Regions from separate parts of the Canis lupus genome. Here region 2 is linked to region 1. The links are chromatin contacts, called in public Hi-C maps. All regions are on one chromosome and are shown on one strand. Each heading gives the region's core, a stretch centred on a gene start, on an enhancer-like site or on the middle of the called end of the contact. The rest is flanking DNA. Distances are from core to core; before and after follow the strand shown. Region 1 holds the start of TOMM6 (mitochondrial import receptor subunit TOM6 homolog). Region 2 holds the start of CCND3 (G1/S-specific cyclin-D3).

Evidence for each region. A called contact is a pair of places that touch in the nucleus more often than the background predicts.
Region 2: a contact with region 1 is called in a Hi-C map of blood, with 6 times the contacts expected there. The contact joins the promoter of CCND3 here to the promoter of TOMM6 in region 1. A contact is called at or near these places in 4 of 9 Hi-C or Micro-C datasets (amygdala, blood and skin fibroblasts).

What each region holds. Positions count from the first base shown.
Region 1 is chr12:10,659,181-10,664,418 of UU_Cfam_GSD_1.0, reverse strand. It overlaps TOMM6 (mitochondrial import receptor subunit TOM6 homolog), which reads right to left and starts at 2,650. Exons shown (of 3, transcript XM_038554046.1): 1 at 2,450-2,650; 2 at 1,872-1,976. The coding sequence starts at 2,577. The coding sequence ends at 1,880. PRICKLE4 (prickle-like protein 4) reads right to left here. Exons shown (of 7, transcript XM_038554041.1): 4 at 5,169-5,238; 5 at 4,707-4,910; 6 at 3,948-4,152; 7 at 2,656-3,470. The coding sequence ends at 3,112. USP49 (ubiquitin carboxyl-terminal hydrolase 49) reads left to right here. Exons shown (of 8, transcript XR_005367689.1): 8 at 1-1,322.
Region 2 is chr12:10,874,047-10,879,284 of UU_Cfam_GSD_1.0, reverse strand. It overlaps CCND3 (G1/S-specific cyclin-D3), which reads left to right and starts at 2,212. Exons shown (of 5, transcript XM_038554048.1): 1 at 2,212-2,639. TAF8 (transcription initiation factor TFIID subunit 8) reads right to left here and starts at 1,249. Exons shown (of 8, transcript XM_038554054.1): 1 at 1,188-1,249; 2 at 248-404. The coding sequence starts at 1,232. It overlaps LOC111098258 (a long non-coding RNA gene), which reads right to left. Exons shown (of 5, transcript XR_005367697.1): 5 at 2,558-3,738.

The DNA of each region.
Region 1 (5,238 bases), core at 1,401-3,900:
TGTAAAATAGAACTCTTCACAGTTATGAGTAGATCAGGCCGCAGACCAAGGATCTGTTTCATGCCTATGAAGAACAGGAGATGCTTGTATTATCTTAGCAGTGGTCTGATGCAGATCTGAAGGGGCTTAGAATTTATGCTGTGGCTTAAGTTTCCTTTCTGGTCACCATGGGGGAGGGTTCAAACCCAAGCTTTGCTCTCATGCGTGTGACCATTTCTCATCCTAACACCTAGTAAGATGGGTGTTAAGACCTGTCAAGTCGTCTGTGGTCCTAGCGTAGAATCTTTCAGGGTCTTGGCTTCTTGGTAAGCAAGCCATCCACAGGCCTGAATTCACACATGCTCAACCTCCTCCCCAACAGATGGAGCCTACCTGACGACTGTAAGAGAACAGGACTTTGTAAAACATACACAATCTGATTCTCAAGATTTCTTAACGAGATTTATGCCGGTTAGGCCACTGTGGTGCATTCATACTGACCCCTCCATCCTTTCCAGTTCATACCCTTTAATCCCATATCCCTTCCATAGGAAACTTGACGTGGAAAAGCAGGATTTTAAAAAATACCTAATAGATGGGCTCCTGGCTAGCTGTCAGAGCATGCAACTCTTGATCTCAGGGTCATGAGTTGGAGCCCCATGTTGGGTGTAGAAAGACTCAATAAATAAACTTTTAAAAAATAAATGCCTAGAATAAAACAACCAGAACAAAATTGCCTAGGGGGAAAACTGTCTCTCTCCACATCTTTCTGAGCCTACATGAGTCTTTTCCACTGCCAGTTCCTTACATATTCCATTTCCAAAGAACTCCCAACTCTTGGGACAGTGGCACTACCGTGAGTTTCAGGTCAGAGAACATCTATTTCCTCGTGAAGGAAACAGCTTCCTCAAGCAGTGTCACTTAGTACCCGCTGCCCAGGCTGACTCACCTTGCCTCCACCTGCGTATCACTGCCCTCTTTCTCCCAAGAGATCCCACTCGATTATAGCAACAATGCCCCCCTGGTGCCTGGAAAACCCACCTGGTGCAGTAAAATGCTATGCAACACCAAATGGCTTCTTCCCCTACTTCTGCTCAACAGTGGAAATTCCTCAAAAATCACGTTTCACCTTATGTTGGCATCAGTGTACAGTGGCTACGGTTTTTTCTTTTTTTTTTTTCCTTTTAATATGAAGCAAACCATCTCTGTTACAATTCATGTTTGGGGCTCGTTCATGTCTCTTGAGTGTGAAATAAAAATCATGTTTTTATGATTTTTGTAAATCTTGACTTTTTACACCTTGTTTTTGTAAGCTGAAGTTTCTTATTAAAAGAATAAAATGATGGTCTTTGTATACGTCTTTATTCCAAATATTTCTTAAAATATCATTAGGTTATTCCTCAGGACAAGAGCAAAGATCACCTCCTGCAGAAACTTAGGAACTATGTACAGAACTTTACAGAACAGAGGACAACACTTTGGCTGAAACCTGACTGCTGACCAGAGAATGGAGTTCTGAGTGGGCTCAAGGAGACGAAGCAATTGGGAAGGGAAGGTGGTCTGATTGAAGCTTCAACTTCCAAGAGGGCTAAGTCTTGTGACGGTCATAAATTGGAGGCTCTAGTTTTGGAAGGTTCAAGTACAGCACAGGGGGTTCCATGTGTCTGCAATCAGACAACAGGACAACAGTGGCATTAGAAATGTAAAAGCACTGGAGGAAAATTAGTAAGAGACTCAAAATTCCTCATAACATCTGTAAACACATTTAACTAGGAACAGCCAAGGACTTCTATCAAATCTCCTTCCTGTATTTTGTGAATAGATGACAAATATTATTGCTTCTCTCAACCTCTGGAGCTCCCAGACCCGCAGAGCTCAGGTTAAGTTCTTACCTATTTGGCTACACCCCCGGCTGAGGTGCCATTAGGTCAATGTCACTCAAATTCCTAGCCAGCCAAACTCCCGCAGCAAAAAGTCCCAAATTGAGGATCAAGTTCCTGGAAAAAGAACATCTCATTAACCCTGTCGTCCCTGACTCACTTGTCTTTAGTTAAGGAAGGATACTGGGGGGAAAGACTTGCCATCACCGCCCTGGAAAAAGCTTCGGAGGCATAAACGCTTTTAGAATTGCAAGAACGTAGAGCTTTACAATGGTAGGTTGCCCAAGAACTACATGGTTACTTGGAGTCCGTTTCTGTATCCACGGAGCAGAATCAAATGCAAAGGACAATTAAACACTCGCCTAGGGCCGAAAGGCCTGTTTGTGTTGGCGCCTTTTTCCCGGGTCCCCCTGGTCAGGGTGAGAATTCTCTAGACATAGCCCAGTAACTCAAAAGATCGCTTCTGCCGCACGGGAACTCTCCCAGCCAAGGACCGCTCCAAAGCTCAGCCAGAGCAACGCAGAGGCGCCAGGCAGGGCGCAGGGGGCTCGGAGGGCCGGAAAGGGACAAGCTCCCGGGGCCTCGGTTACCTCCGGAAGTCGTTCCTGTCGGTGGCGAAACGGTAGACGCCCCGGAGCCAATCTCCCACGTTGTCTGGAATTTCGGGTGCTTCATTTGGCGCGCCGGCCGCGCTCACGCCGACCCCGCTGGAAGCCATAGCGGCACCCTCACGATCCGCAAGGCGTCTCCCGACGCACCGCGTAGGCGCCGGCGCCCGCAGAGCACGCCACTTCCGGCCTCGCACTTCCGCCGGCGACGGGCCGGCAGGGGGCGCCGCGGCCCGGGGGAGAGCGAGAGGTCCCGGGCTGCGCGTCCACGAGCTCCGCGAGGCGGGGAGCTCCCTCCAGGCCTGCGGCTTGCCCGCCTAGGCACGGCCACACGTGGTCTCTGCGTGCTCCCTTCATTGGCTCAGGAAGATGCTGGGGCGGGGCCGCCCCAGCCGTGGGGGTGGGCCTAGGGGCTAGCTCAGCAGGGGACGCGTAACTTTGCGGGGTGGGGTTCCCCCAAGAAAGTCTCCGTCTGAAGGCTTAGGATGCGCAGGCTTAAGAGGAGCACTCCAAGTTTGTGACCTGGCCGCCTCTCCCAGGGGTGCCCCTGACTGCGTTCAATCTAGGATGTTTACAGGGTGAGGAGATCCTCGCTCTCCCACCAAACCGATCACGCGCCCCTTCCCCTTCCCCGGGCTGCGCCACTAGCAAATGGCGCAGTGTCTCCTGGAGGTGTCGCTGTCCCCAGCCTGGAGGCTTCCGGGGGACTTCCAGGGACCGGGAAGGCGCTGGCCTAAGAAAAAGCCTTCGGGTTCCGAGTCCGAAGAGGAGGAGCAGGTGGGGCAGGGGGCGTCCTCCCTGGCGTCGAGCGGCTTCTCCAGCCGGCCCCGTTCCTGCCCTTGGGGTGCCTCCGTCCGGTCCCCAGCTCGATCTTCCTGCTCCGGGCTGGATGGAAGCGGCCCTCTCCGGGCCTCCGGGCCGAAGCGGGAGGCAGCGGCGGGAAGGGCTGCTCGGGAGACGGCCGCGGCGTCCTCCGCTCCGTCGAGGCCCGCCTCCCCTGTTGCTGGCCGGGCCAGAAACGCGGGTCTCAGAGCCGGGAGCCCCTCTCCCGGATCCGGGCGGGGAGGGCGCCAGAAGCCGGATCCAGCTGGGGCTCCGGCCTCTATCCCGCCCCGCCCCCGGGCCGTGCGCGCCGCCGCCGCCGCCGCCGCCGCCGCCGCGACGCCGCTCCCGGGCACCCCCCGCCCCCGCGCGTCCCCGCCGCCGCCCAGCAGAGGGCGGCCGCGTCCCCAGTCCGACAGTGAGTCCCGCGCCGCAGCCCCGACGGTGGCGCGGGGTGGGCTCGGGAGGCCCTGGAAGCGCTCCGGCCAGGGACGCGCGGTGAGAGCTGCGGGCCCCGAGGCTCGGGTCTGGGGGGTGCGGTGGGGGGACGGGACGGCGTGGGACCGGGGCGAGGGTCCCGGCCCGGGAGAATCCCCTCCTCGGCCCAGCCCAAGCCGCTGCCCCCTTCCCCCCGGATCTGCACCTTCTCCTCCCTTACCAGGGGACGCCCTCCCTTCCAGTGCCGGGGCCTGGCTGGAGCCGGCAGCCGAATAGCGACGCTCAAAGCAGCGGGGGCAGCAGGGGCCGCCCCCCGGCACGGCGTAGCGCCCCCCGCCCAAGGGCCCGGCGCAGTCCTGGCAGCAGAAGTGGTTCTCGTGCCAGCGCCGCCCCTCGGCCTCAGTGCAGCGCCGGGAGAAGATGAGCTGGGAGAGGGGGGAGAACGGCCCGTTCATTCATTCATTCACTCATTCATCCACCCAGAACCACGCCTTTTACCCAGTTAACGCTAAAGCACGTCTACCGACATCCCCTTTGATCTACTCAACCACTCGGGCGCAGGGAGGGTTGACTGGCCTAGCCGGGGTCCCGCTAGCAGGTGGCACCGCCTGAAGAAGCGCGACCCCGGTCGCCGGGACTCCCAACCCAGGGTTCCGCTCTGCCTCTTGGGCTCCCATTATGGCAGTTCCTCGCCTGATCAGGACAGCACTGGGCACCCGGCAAACCGAGATGAACGCCTGTCCCTGCTCCGGAGAAATCCTCTGAGTCCCAGAAAGTCTGGGGGCCTTTGCTTGCGGCAGGGGAGGGCACAAGGCGACGGGTCCCCATGCCCAGGATTCCAGTCAGAGCCACAGGGAACACAAAGGACCCAGGCTGGTTCGGAGTCCTCCACTCCGCGGTACCGGCAGAGGTGTCCCCTTACCTCTCGCCGCGGTGGACCCTGGGCAGCCCCCTCCCAGCAGCCCTCTTGGGGCTGTACCTGGTCACAGGCCGGGCAGCGGGGCCGGAGCAGCTCTGCGTGATGACGGCCGCAGTAGAGATGCCCGTCGTGGTAGAAGTAGATGAGGTCTATCAGGGCCTGGCCACAGGCCTGGCAGGCAAAGCAAGCCGGGTGCCAGCGGCGCCTCTCTCCTGCCCGGGCTGCGAACACTCCGTACTCCCCTGGCCTCAGCGGCTCCCTGCACTGCCGGGTCAGGCGCTGGGCTGGTCAGAGGCTTCCCTCCTGGCTCTTCCATCTTAACCCCAACCCAACGGTTCCCCCTGGCAGGCCCACCTCCACTGCAGGCTCCACGGAGAACCCCTAAAGGTGGCCTCTCTTTTTGGAATTTGCCAAACTGTCAATCCCCAACCCCTGTTTCCCCACCTGAGCCCCTGGAGCTAGGCCCTTCTACAGAAGTGAGAAGGCAAGGAGGAATGGGGGGGGGGGGGGCGCACTACATACCTTCTCACAGGTGTGTTCCACCAGATTGGAAAGTACCAGGCAGGCCACCCCCTGTCCCAGGGCCTCCCGC
Region 2 (5,238 bases), core at 963-3,462, 220 kb before region 1:
CAACTCCAGGAGATACAAATTATTGTCCTACTTCACAAATAAGGAAATTGAGGTTCAGGAGGTTTAGCAACTTGTTCAAGCTATTAAGTGGCAGAGCGATGACTTACACCCACGTCCATCTGATTCTAAAGCCTGAAAGTCACTTTACTATGCTGTTCTTTTTCCTATCTTTAACACTATCAGAGTGCAAGACACAGCACAGATGTTTGGTTGACTCGAAAAGGAGCTATTGTTTCCTGGTACTTACAGCTCTGCAGCATCTCTGTCAATGTTTCCACGGATGCTTTTTCAGCACTCTCGAACCCTGCCTCTGTCAACAAGGAGCTCACGACCACTTGAAGGGTTCGCCTCCGGGCCAGATGGTAGTTATCAGCAGGGTTAGTGGATTGTTTACTTCCTGATCTCTGCGAATCAGCACCCCATTAAAAAAAATTAATTCACCCACAGGACAAGAATGCAATCCAACAGTTCACATATCGTCAATGGCAAGCAAAAGTTCTTTCGCTAAATATGTATTTATCAGTGCTTAATAAAATACGGTAGCCCCTGGTGTTAAGATTTATAAATCCTGGCCAACTGAGTAATCATCGAGTACCCAAGGGGTTCTAAATCCTAAGGAGCTACCTAAAACTTAAGATTCTAATAAGTTTTCTTACTTTTTTAGCAGATTATCAAAATATATAGCTGAAAAAACATGCATGATAGGATTGAATTCACATCCATTTCCCAGAAAAAATTAAAAAAAAAAAGGCCTTTCTCTTGTTCCTCGCATCTCCACACTCTGTCACTACAAAGAAAAATTAAAACAGCACCACACGATGCTGGGCATAGGAAGGCAAAGGGCAACCGCTCAGAAAAGTAGGAAAGCTAAATTATTCTGAAACGGGAATCCCTCCTAACTCAGGCTGGCCAATAAGAAGGCGAAGCCGGTCTCCCCGAGCCAATCAGGAGGTGTTCCGGGTTCCCAACCCCCAACAGCGGAGGAGCCAATCAGTACACCGGTCCGCCAACTCAGGAGGCCGCAGCCAAGTCCCGAGGAGGGGGGCATTTACGGCCTGAAAGACGCTCCTCCACCCGGAGCTCATGGTGGGGCTGGATTCCTGGCTGCGAGCTTGTTGCCCACACTAGGGGGAAGTTGCAGAATGCCCAGGCTCTCTCGGCTTCCGCCCCGCGCCTCCCGCCCTTACCGTTCCGGAGCCACCGGCCCCGGCAGTGGCCGCCGTGTCGGCCATCTTGCTCTGGCGTACTGTGCGCGAGCGCAGGGCAGGATGGGACTTGTAGTCGCCGAGCGGGGAGGGGCGGGGAGGGGGCGGGGCGGCGCGCACCCCTCGGAGCTCTCCTAAGCCCAGGCGGGTTGCGGGGGGCGGGGGGGGGGCGGCGGTGTTTGAGGATCCCGGCTCACGTGACCTACAGTGAGTGGTAGGTTCTTGGGGCCCCGGTGTGCCTCGGAATCGGCTAGGAAGATGCGCCCTCGGGTTTCGCACCTGTTTCTAGAGGAGATCGTTTCTCCCGCAGAGCACATCCCTGGGGCGCTCCAAACTTGCCTGTTGTTAGCAACACCTTTGGCTGCGTCCCGCTCGGTCCCAGGGACTCCCTCTCTGGGGACGGGGCCTGGGACTCTGTGTTGTGAAGCTCTGCAGGTGATTATCCTGAGCGAGTAATTTTGGGAAACCTTACTCTGCGCGCACCGGCCCCGCAGCCCGCCAACGTCCACCTGCCCCTCGAGCCTAGACCCGCTAGCCCAGGTCTTCCGCTGCATCCCGCTGCCTTCTCGCCCTCGATCCGCAGCGATGTGCGCGGGCGGCAAGAAGCTGTCCGGGGCCCGCCTCAGTCCCGAGGCGTTGCGACCCCGCGGTGCCTGTGGTTTTCTGCGTCTCACTCGCTCATCAGCCGCCCTGGACGGGGGTTCTCCTTGCCGGGACCGGGGACCCCCACTGCCCCTCCTTCAGTTCCGTTTGCGGGTGCCTGGGAGGGCGCGCACGCCGGGTTTGAATCCTAACATCGCAGGCTGTGAGGCTTCGGGCACGTTACCTAACCGCACTGTGCCTCAGTTTCCTTTGTGTGTGTGTGGAACAGGGGTGGGATTGCTAGAGAAGAAAATAAGCTAATACCCGCAGAGGATCTCGGGCACGTGCCAGAAGCAGAGCCGGAGGTCAAGACCCAGCACCTGAAGTTGTTTATTTCCTGCGCGACGCGCGATCGCCTGGCGAGCGCCCCGCGGGCCAGACTCTGGGAACCCGCGCGGCCCGGGCCCCGCAGGCGCACCTGAGCCCGGGGCGTGCCCCGCCCCCTCGCCCGGGCACGTGGGCCGGGGTCTGCGGGGCCAACCGCGGGCGGCCGGGGGAGGAGTCGGGGCCCACACTAGCGGCGCCGAGCACCCAGCCCCTTTGTCTCCCCCGCCCCCTCTTCCCCACTTCCTGCCCAGCTTTAAACTCGGGATCCGCGGCGCGGCGCGGACTTTGTAAACACGCGGCGCCTGCGGGGGTGGAGACTGTTTGTGTTGGGGCGCCCGGAGGAGGAGCGCACGCCCCTCGGCTCGGCTCGAGGCGGTGGCGACGCCCCCCTCCCCAGAGGCAAGTCCGAGGCGGCGGGACGATGAGGCCACAGTCGGTGCTCCGGGGGGCTCACCTGCTCTGGAGGTAGGCTTGATGGCTGGGGTGTCAGCCTCTCCACCCTTCGCTGGGGTGCCTCCAAGCTCAGGCTGGACGCCCGGGGTAGGGTCGGAAGGGGGTCGGTTAAGGGGGTCACTGCGTCCTCATCACCTCCCCATTGTCCCCTAAAGCTTGGCTCACTTTTGCACGTAGGTGAAGAGCAGAGACGCCCCCAAAGCCCTGAGCCCTGTCCCCACAGCCCCTCTCCCAGCTGACCCAGAAGCCCAGTGGCCTCCCTGGGTTGTCGTCGTTCTTCATACCTCAGAGATAGCAATGGGAGGTGAGTAGGAAGGCAGAACCGATGTGGGCAGAAGGATTAGGTCAGAGGAAGCGCCTGGAAGAAGGGACGCCTCAGTGTCCCTGTGGTGTCTGATGTGCACACAAGCCTCTTCTGCATCTTTTAATGTACTGCCAAGAAGAGTAACTGAAGAAATTGGTTGTTGTTACTAAGGGAGCATAATGATTTCATCTGCAAACATTGAGCACCTACTATGTGTCTGGGATTTATGGGATGCTGAGGGTACGATGATGTTATTCAACTACCACTGGTGTGGGTCACAGAAAACAACAGACATAAAGCACCAAGTTGGGCTGGCGAGGAAGACTCAGGAGAGAAGAGGACTTTGGAGTTGGATTCTAGGTGATGGATAGTCACCAGGCAGAGAAGTGGTAGGACTTTGGGGGCCACTTGTTCATTCTGCAGACCTGTACTGAACCCTGACTGTGGGGTTGGCATTGGAATACATTGAGGACCCAGATAGCCTTCCTGCTCTCTTTAACCTACTATCTAGGCATGAAGAAGAGGGGGGAATGAGCAGGATAAATTCAGGGAAAGGCAAGTTTCTGGGCTGGTCCCTAAGAATCCAAAAATTCACAGCTGCATGCAGCTGGGAGTCCACTTGAGGGTTATGTGACCATCCACACAATGTTGGGGTACCCATTCCTCATCCTTGGGCCTTAAGACTGTTTCCACTGTTTTCTCAATGCCACCCTCCTCGGTTCTCTTGGGGACCAGACATAGGTGAAGACAACTAGATCTCTCATTGTGTTCCTGCAGAATCTTCTGCTTTTTCAATTCCTCGGCTCCCTGGAGAGATGATTGATACAACATTAGATGAATTTATTCACCATCCATTAGCTATGGCTATATCTCCTGCACAGGCTAGATGTTGGGGACATAAACAAGTCAGAGCTTCTACTCTGCCTGGAATTTCCAATCAAAGGTATCTCTGAGAATTCCAGCAAGATCCTAGTCCTTGAGGCCATGACTACCTTGGTCTTTAGTGCTTCCTCTTTTTTCCTTCCTTCCCTCAAGGGTTCAGAATACCAGCTAATGCTTATATAGTACTGTCAGGCACTGTTCTAAATGTTTGGGGTATAGTGTCTCATTTAACCTCCGTAAGTGGGGCACCTGAGTAGCTCAGTCAGTTAAGCTTCTGCCTTTGGCTTAGGTCATGATCCCAGAGTCCTAGGATTGAACCCCACATCTGGCTCCCTGCTCCATGCGGAACCTATTTCTCCTTCTCCCTCTGCCTGCTGCTCCCTCCGCTTGTGCTCTCTCCCTGTCAAATAAATAAATAATATCTTAAATAAATAAATAAAATCTAAAAAAAAAACCTTCCCTAAGTCCTATGAGGTCAGCACTAGGATCATCTCCATTGTATAGACGGGAAAACCTAGGCACAGAGGCGTTAAGTTATTTTTCTAAAGAGTACACCAGAAATAAATGGCAGAGCTGAGATTGAAACCCAGGGCACTTGACCTGGGAGGCCCTGTTCTTGATCACTAGACTACCCTGCTTCTCTGATTGACCATGTAGAATGTCCACTTGAGTTAGGGACTTAGGAGTTTCCAAAAGGTCCTGTGTCTTGGGTAGTAGAGAGGAGAGAAACCTTTTAGCTGAGTGTGGGTGCTGGTAACGGTTTACATGGAGCCTCAACAGGTCTTGAGTAAGCTTGTAGGGACTGCACTGAGTTATATCCTTCCCTTCAGGCTGTGTGTGTATTAGTGTGTTTTCTTGAATAAGCCTCACTCATCAAGAGGAACAAACTAAGGTTGCAAGAAAGAAGGCAACATGGTTGTAATGTGCCAGAATCCGGGAATGTGTGAGACTAAGACACCTCATTTGGTGGGAATCTTTAGGAATAGCAGAGACTTTCATATTTTAGATTCCAAGAGGAACAGTCCAACCTGGTAGCTGAGTAAGGAAGATGGTCCAGTAGTGGAAACCATCTTAAGATGTTCACCTCTCTTGCCCACAGCTGCTGCATCCCAAAGCTGCATGTGTGTCTCTGACTCCATCCCTCCAGGCAGGCTGGGCCCTTGCCCCTGATGTGAGCCAGGCCACAGGGCAGAGGTTCCCGGGATTCCAGCCACTTTTCCATTACCTTCCTGAAATTCTAGGTTTTTTCACAAGAGTCCTCTGCACAGATCTGGGGAGGCCTGGAGCGGTCCCCCTCTGCCTGCGGTCAAATCACCTCCATGCATCTGTCTTTGAGAGAGAGGCATAGGTTGGGGGAGGGATGGGTGTTGATGCTGGCAGTTGAGGGTTTAGAGGGTGGCCACACCAAGATAACAGGTAAGCCGG